Linked DNA regions of Callithrix jacchus: region 1 is linked to region 2. Evidence: chromatin contacts called from public Hi-C data. All regions are on one chromosome and are shown on one strand. Each heading gives the region's core, a stretch centred on a gene start, on an enhancer-like site or on the middle of the called end of the contact. The rest is flanking DNA. Distances are from core to core; before and after follow the strand shown. Region 1 overlaps IL15RA (interleukin 15 receptor subunit alpha). Region 2 holds the start of RBM17 (RNA binding motif protein 17).

Region 1 (3,811 bases), core at 563-3,062, 130 kb before region 2:
AGCAATTCTCCCACCTCGGCCTCCCTGGTAGCTGGGACTACAGGCATGTGCCATCATGCCCGGCTAATTCTTTGTATGTTTAGTAAAGACGGGTTTTGTCAAGTTGGCCAGGCTGGTCTTGGACTCCTGGCCTCCGGTGATGGGCCTGCCTCAGCCTCCCCAAGTGTTGGGATTATGGGTGTGGGCTACCTCGCCAGGGTCTAATTGGTTTTTAAACAATTCTAATCAACTAACAGCTAAAATATCCGAAGTCACTTGATGTTTTTCCAGATGACATTTGATGCAGGTAAAAATGAGACCACAAAATACGAATCATTCTCTAGCAGGAAAATTTATGAACAGAAGGTCACGGTAATTTTTGTCCGTGTCACATTACAGTTGGGTTTTCTGTTACTCTGGAAGTTTGCCAGCCTGAAGCATGACTTGCGTTCTTCTCATTACTGGCATTCTTCCTCCCTGCATGCTTCCTTTCTTCCTCCTGTTCTCTCTCCTCCCCTCCCTTCATCTTTTTCTTTTAGTCTTGCAAATGCGTCCCCCTTTTTCTATCGTCACTTGCACGTTCTCGATCCTATTCTCCTAGCCTTAGCATTGTGTGTGTCTTCTGTAAAGATGAGCGGTTTTTTTGTTTTATTTTGTTTTGTTAACTTTTTTCTTTTTCTTTTCTTAAATAGAAATGAGATCTTGCTATGTTAAGCAGGCTGGCCTCAAATTCTGGCCTCAAGGGATCCTCAAATTTCGGCCTCCCAAAGTACAGGTGTGAGCCACCACGCCTGGCCAAGAGGAGCATTTTATACTGAAAATGTGGACAGCCTCTCTAAGTGCATGGTGCCACGCCGTAGAGAGGGATGGGCAGCATGTGGCAGAGATGCTGCAGCGTCAGTGCTGGCAGCCGGCACCTGTGTTTTCGGATGCTCCCTGCATGGGAGGCGAACCCTGCTGCATAGAGCTGTGAAGAGCTGGCCTGGAGCCCTGTTTTGGGTGCCAGCTTTCTGGGTTCAACTCCGGTAGCCTGACAGCTAGAAACTACCAATATTAAGAAAAATAAGCACATCAAACAGAGAATTCCATAAATTGGCACTTTTTAAACTTTTTATCTGATGGCAATCTTCTGAGAGTGGAAGGGGCCGCTGTCAGGACTGTGCTGGGGGGCAGGCCCGGGCCACGACCCCCCAGCACCCTGGGACTGCGGTCACCTCAATCATAAACATACTGGACAAAGGGACAAACTTACCTATGGTGCTGCTGTTGCCCGGTGGATACCCATCTGCGGAAAACAAAGGACAGTGTCACAGCTTGAGTCCTAGAGGCCCTAGTTCCTCATGAAGCAGGAGAAACTGCACAGCTTGGCTCCCATCCTAGCACCTTGGGAGACACGTGGCTGGCGTAAGCAGACTCGTTTTAGCAAAGAGCAAGCAAGCAGGGTAGCTCACTGAAGTGCTGGCCACACTTAAGAATCAGATAAGCCTTAGCTGGGCATGGTGGCGCGTGCCTGTAATCCCAGGTACTCAGGAGGCTGAGGCAGGAGAATTGCCTGAACCCAGGAGGTGGAGGTTGCAGTGAGCTGAGATCGTGCCATTGCACTCCAGCCTGGGTAACAAGAGTGAAACTCCGTCTCAAAAAAATAAATAAATAAAAAAGAATCAGATAAGCCTTAGAGAAGGTCCACTTTACCTACAGCTCCTCCCTTCCACAGATCCTGGCCCCGGATTGCAGGCAGCTGCCACCACCTCCCACTGTGGGAGGGCACAGATGCCACTCAGACTCTCAGTACAGGCTCTCCGTGCAGGTGACAAGGCTGGTCCTGCCACTTCTGGTGGGGGTGGTGGGCTTGCTTTTCTAGCTGCCCCAAGGGCAAAGCCACGGAGAAAAGGCCAGGCCAGGAGGCTGGTGGCCGGGGGCAGCGGAGTGCCCAGTGAGTCCTGACTTTGGATCGATGGTATAAACCTGCCTTGTGATGGATCTCAGCCCAGATCTCAGAAGCCACAGTGGGGAATAACCTCTCCTGGGGCAACGTGAGTGCTGACCTGGCGGCTGGTGGGAAGCATGTGCTGTGAGTTCCCAGGTCCTGGCTGTCATTTGAGAGGGGCCGTGGGAGGACTCATGACTGCCTATCCTTGTGGTTCCCGTGGAAGGTGACTTTGAAGGCATCAGCCGGGAGCCCGGGCCAAGAGCTGCTGTTGTGGCCACTGTGGTGTCTGACCTGGGAGATGAAGCTGCAGGCTCTGTAGGAGAGTCCAAGGCAGGGAGAACATCACTGGGCAGACTCCCCTCCTCCCAGCTGCGGCGTGGGGTGATCTGAGAGCTGTAGTGAGTCACCCTGGCCAGCCCTCCTGCTCCCCAGCAAACTACTCCTTGAGAGGGTGACATAGCTGTCCCTCTGGAAGGAGCATAGGACCTGTGAGTGCACTAAAGAACATGGCTATGATCACTGCACACGTAAAGAAAAGATCAGCCAGACACAGTGGCTTATGCCTATAATCCCAACACTGTGGGAGGCTGAGGCGGGAGGATCGCTTGAGCCCAGGAGTTTGAGACCAGCCTGGGCAACATAGTGAGACCTTGCTTTTTGTTTTTGTTTTTCTGAGATGGAGTCTTGCTCCTGCCAAGGCTGGAGTGCAGTGGTGCGATCTCAGCTCACTGCAACCTCTGCCTTCTGGGTTTAAGCAATTCTCCCTGCCTCAGCCCCCCTGAGTAGCTGGGATTACAGGTGCCCACCACAATGCCCAGCGAATTTTTGCATTTTTAGTAGAGATGAGGTTTTGCCATGTTGGCCAGGCTGGTCTCAAACTCCTGACCTTAAGTGATCCACTTGCCTCGACCCCTCAAAGTGCTGGGATTATAGGCGTGAGCCACCGTGCCCTGACACAAGACCCTGTTTCTATAAAAACTGGAATAAAAATAAATTATCCAAGGGCGGTGGGCGTGTGCCTATAGTTTCATCTATTTGAGAGGCTGAGGTGGAGACTCACTTGAGCCTGGGAGTTCGAGGCTGCAGTGACCTATAATGGAGGCACTACACTCCAGCCTGGGGGACGGAGTGAGACCCCTGTCTCTTAAAAAAAATAAAAGAAAAAGAAAAGATATCAGCGATCTGAGTGGTTGAGCTTGTTTACTACAGAAGGCAGGTCCAGCGCTGGAGGCTCTGCTGAGAGCAGGTGGAGCTGCGCTGGCTGAGGCCGCTCAGAGCTGCTGCAGGTGAAATACGGGAAGCCAGGGTTCTGGCCTGAACTCTCCAGGCTGTGTTGGAGGAGAACGTTCTGGCGTGCTCCGCTCTCAGGAACAGAGGCTGCCTTACGTTCCGCGACCTCCCTGTCTTCCTTTCCTTCCCTGGAAGGTGGCTGCTCCTGCACTGCACGGTAAGGGTGTGGCGTAATGCTGTTCCCTCTCCGTGGAAAATGTGTCTTCCATTGTGACAGCTGCAGCATTTGGGAAATGTGGGGCTGAGCACCGTGGCTCTGGGGAAATGTGGGGCTGAGTGCCGTGGCTCTGGGGAATGTGGCGCTGAGCGCCGTGGCTCTCTGGACGCACTGTTGTTGCCATGTTCCCATGTTCTCCCAGCCAAGCAGGTCAGGAGAAGTCCTCAAGCCCCTTAATCCTTTGTCACCTCCTCACCCTACCCTCACTGCCAATTCCAGGGCTCCCTGCAGACAGAGCACACCAAGGTGTCCATAGCCAAGTGCCTACAGTCGTGCCAGCCCGGGTCAAAGGCTGCTCTCACTTCGGAGCTTCTGACTGCACAGCTGCATCTCCACAATGGCCATCAGAGCAGGAATTTGGGATGCAAAGGCAGGGCTGGGAGAGGCTACTGGGC
Region 2 (3,939 bases), core at 27-2,526:
CTGGTGTGATCTCGGCTCACTGCAACCTCCACCTACAGGTTCAAGCAATTCTCCTGCCTCAGCCTCCCGAGTAGCTGGGATCACAGGCATACGCCACCACGCCCAGCTAATTTTTTGTATTTTTAGTAGAGTTGGGGTTTCACCATGTCGGCCAGGCCGCTCTCGAATTCCTGACCTGGTGATCTGTCTGCCTCGGCCTCCCAAAGTGCTGAGATTAGAGGCGTGAGCCACTTTGCCCGGCCAGCACTTTCTTTTATACAACATTTAGTTGCACGATGGTTTGTGTTCCAATCTGAGCCTTTTTTTAATAGCTAAGCTTAGGTCTATATTTCTTCCTGTGAGACATTTGGTCTTGTTCTGTCATATAGTTTGGTTATGCTTTCTGTTTTGTAACTTTTTCAAATATTTCCCTACGTTGCTTTGTTTGTTTTGCTGTGGTTGTGTGTGTGTGTGTGTATTATTTGAAAGATTTGTAGTTTTGCTCTGCGTCGCCCTCAGAATTATGCCATCCCATGACGTCCTTAATCCTCTATTTCTTTGGTTTTCTTTTGCCTCTCCATTCTATTTCTTTTTTTCCTCTCATTTCTCATTTTCTTAATCACTGGATTTTAATGGATTATAGTATCTTGGTATATTCCTTCGGACTAAGACGTCTGCTTAAATCTCTACTATTTGACTTATCGGCTTGAACTCTATTTGACACCCAATTACAGATGTAAAAATCACATTTTCCCGAAGTCCCACGTTCCCTTCCCCTCCCTACTTCTGTCAGCGACGTTGTTGTTAAAGATCGAGGCTTTATAGCATTGACATTCTTTTCTGTACCCCAATCGCGGCATCTGTTTCCTTAATCTTATGCTCAACCCCGTGCTCCTTGCCATCCTTTTGCCAGCATCTCGGCTATGCAGATTTATTTTCAACTTTTTGCTTTTGAATGAATGAGATCGAGAGACCTGGAGACACTCACTCCCCCACCTCCCCCAATCAGAAAGCGCGGCCTCGGACCACTTCTCCTTCTTACCATCTGGGGGCGCTGCCGCGCGTTCCTCAAACTTTGTGGAATTTCGAAAACGTGCACCCAGGCGACACCTCTTGGTGGTAGAAGAGGACGCCTGCTGAGGGGAGCGTGCAGTGCGGTCCTCCCGCGGGCAGGGGGCAGTGCGGCAAGGAGCCCTCGGCGCAGGCGCAGAGGCCAAAGCAGGCCTAGGCGCAGGCGCAGGCGCAGGCGCAGGCGCGGCGCGCTCTCCCGGCAGCCCGCGCTCTCTGACCCCGCGCAGCCGAGCGCCCTGAGGACTCAGCGAAGGGTGGGCGCCGCCAAGGGCTCCTGCCGCCGGCGGGTTTCCGCGGAGTGCCGCCCGGCTCCGCGCTGCCGCCGCCGCGGCCCATGGGCAGAGTCGGCTGGGCGGGCCGGGTAAGTCGCGCCCTGGCGGCCCCAGGGGGGCGGCCTGGCGGGACCCGAAGCGGGCGCGCCTTCCCGGGAAGCGCTGGACGCGAGGCCGCGGCTTTAGGCCGCGTCGCGAGGGGTGGGGGCCGGGCCATCTCAACCCGAGCCTCCGCGGGTCTCAGTCCCCGCAGCGGGCCCTGGCCTCTCCGCTCGGCGGTGGCCCGGTACACTCCGCCCGCCGCCGCCTCGGGTGACCCGGGCTCTGGCCTGCTCCCTCTTCCCCTCCTCCTCCTGTCTGCCTCGGGCTCTTCGGCCCTGAAGAGCGTTTCGCCTCCACTTCGTGCACCACGTCCTGACGAAGTTGCCCGGTCCCTAGACCCGGAGCGTGTCCCCCAACCTGGCCCCGCACAGTTGCCTCTCTCCCGGGCTCAGAGAAAGGAGCCGATTCTTCCCCGGCTCTCAGAACTGGGAGTGCAGACGTTGGCGTTTCCCAGACTCCGGAGCTCCCCGAGACGGGAAGGCAGCCCGGACCCCGGCGTCGCCTCGGATCGTGCCGTTTGAGCGGTGTTTCAGCGCGCACTTCCGACCCCAGGCAGTCCTTGAGCTTCACCTATTGCCCAGAGGATGGGAAATGATGAGAATGCAGGTGGAGCGAGGTTCTGCCCTTGCTTGCAGGAGTTTGGTTTCTGGGAAAGCAGGCGTGGAAACCCAGGCTCGGTTTGGTGAAGGACGCGAGATCTTGAGAGAGGAGGTGATGCTTATGTTGAGTCTTGAAGGTACTTTGTTAGATGTGCGAGGTGGGAAAAAAGGCTCCTGGCGGAGGAAGTCACGGCGAAAGTAGCAGAAGTGAAGCGCCGTAGTGCGTTCTGGAAGCTGCAGGTGAGGCAGAGAGGAAGGTTTCAGGAGGGGGTGCTGTGTTTCGAGGAGTCGTCCGGTCAGAACATGGAGGTTTCTTGAGGAGCAGCAAAGGAGCGCCATTGAGGATCCTTATTGCTAGAGCCTGGCATATGGATGGAAAATAGGATATTCTAGATCAGGGCAGGATACGCATATACTCAAATAGACGGGTACATGAGCACTGGCTCCCTGCAACAGATGGAGTTTTTAAAGGATGCAACTCAGTTTCCAGATTTCTAGTTGGTAAAGGCTGCAGACATTTTGATCGTAATGACAGCTTTTAGGGATGATGGGGTAACAATTTATGAGCTAAACGAGAGGGCTTTATTTTTAGAGTTAGTTAGGCAAGGTGCTGCGTGCTGTCCAGTTTGTAACAGCAGGTTGTGCGATCGTGGACCTCTGCGGAACCAAAGACAGCCTTTCTGGAGGCTCTTGAGAGGATTGTTGTACACTCCCAAATGCAGCTTTATTTAAAGTGGATTTCTTTTTACCTGGTTTGTTTTAAATTACCTTCATTCTCCTCTGCATATGAGTTTTTCAGACCTCCCCGCAGCAGGGAGCAGATGATCCCAGGTTAGTCATCTCTCAAGCCTTCCATCATAGTCAATAGTGAAGAATGTTCTGTTACGCTCCTAAATTATAGGTGACTCTATTGGACTGTGTTTGCAATTCTACCCGATGGCATTTTGAGAGTAGCAGACTGTGAGAATGAATGGAAAGATTAAACTGTCAAGGGCAGATGAAGGTATGGGGAAAATTTTTTTCAGTTCTTTAGAAAGTTATGGTAGATCTTATACATGAGGTAGATGCCTTTTTTGCCGTATTTTTTGTGGACATCAAAGTGCACCACCCCTCCTGTTCCTTTCTGTGTGTATTTGCCATATTCTTTTTTGTTTCTCCTGAGACGGAGTCTTACTGTATGGTCCAGGCTGGAGTGCAGCGGCGCAACTGGCTCACTGCAACCTCCGCTTCCGGATTCAATGATTCTCTGCCTCGGCCTTGAGTAGCTGGGATTACAGGCGCTCGGCATCACGCTCAGCTTAATTTTTGTGTTTTTAGTTGAGATGGGGTTTCACCATATTGGCTAGACTGGTCTCGAATCCTGACCTCAGGTGATCCTTCCGCCTTGGGCTCCCAAAGTGCTGGGATTACAGGTGCGAGCCACCTCGCCCAGTCTTACCATATTCCTTAGGTTTCAAAGAGGTATGCTTTGTTTTATGATGCATGAATATCTATTTAGTAATAGAAATATTTCTTCCTAACACGCCTGCTTCTTTAGGTGCTCAGAACTCAGACCTTGACCTACTATTGGTTGTGTGGTGGTGGTAGTTTTTCTCTCCTTAATTATGGCTTACAACTTAAATTTTATCCTACTTATCTTAAGTTATGTCCTCAAAAAGCAGATCTGCAGTGGCCAGGTGCTGTGGTTCACGCCTGTAATCCCAGCACTTTGGGAGGCCAAGGTGGATGGATTACCTGAGGTCGGAAGTTTGAGACCAGCCTGACCAACATGGAGAAACCCCAACTCTACTAAAAATACAAAATTAGCCAAGTGTGGTGGTACATGCATCTAATCCCAGCTACTTGAGATGCTGAGGCAGGAGAAATGGTGGTTGCAGTGAGCCAAGATTGCAACATCATACTCTACCCTGGGCAAC

The links. A called contact is a pair of places that touch in the nucleus more often than the background predicts.
Region 1: a contact with region 2 is called in a Hi-C map of induced pluripotent stem cells, with 1.8 times the contacts expected there. The contact joins the enhancer-like site here to the promoter of RBM17 in region 2. A contact is called at or near these places in 2 of 3 Hi-C or Micro-C datasets (induced pluripotent stem cells and skeletal muscle).

The regions. Positions count from the first base shown.
Region 1 is chr7:7,839,397-7,843,207 of calJac240_pri, reverse strand. It overlaps IL15RA (interleukin 15 receptor subunit alpha), which reads right to left. Exons shown (of 8, transcript XM_035306732.3): 5 at 2,025-2,222; 6 at 1,232-1,264. Among named protein-coding and RNA genes, the nearest start is that of IL15RA, 19 kb to the right of the region's middle. Within about 2 kb of position 1,812, at least 2 of the 16 cell types and tissues checked have an H3K27ac peak or open chromatin away from gene starts, as enhancers often do. A contact at or near this core is called in skeletal muscle, where this site is marked.
Region 2 is chr7:7,706,367-7,710,305 of calJac240_pri, reverse strand. RBM17 (RNA binding motif protein 17) reads left to right here and starts at 1,276. Exons shown (of 12, transcript XM_002750026.7): 1 at 1,276-1,411.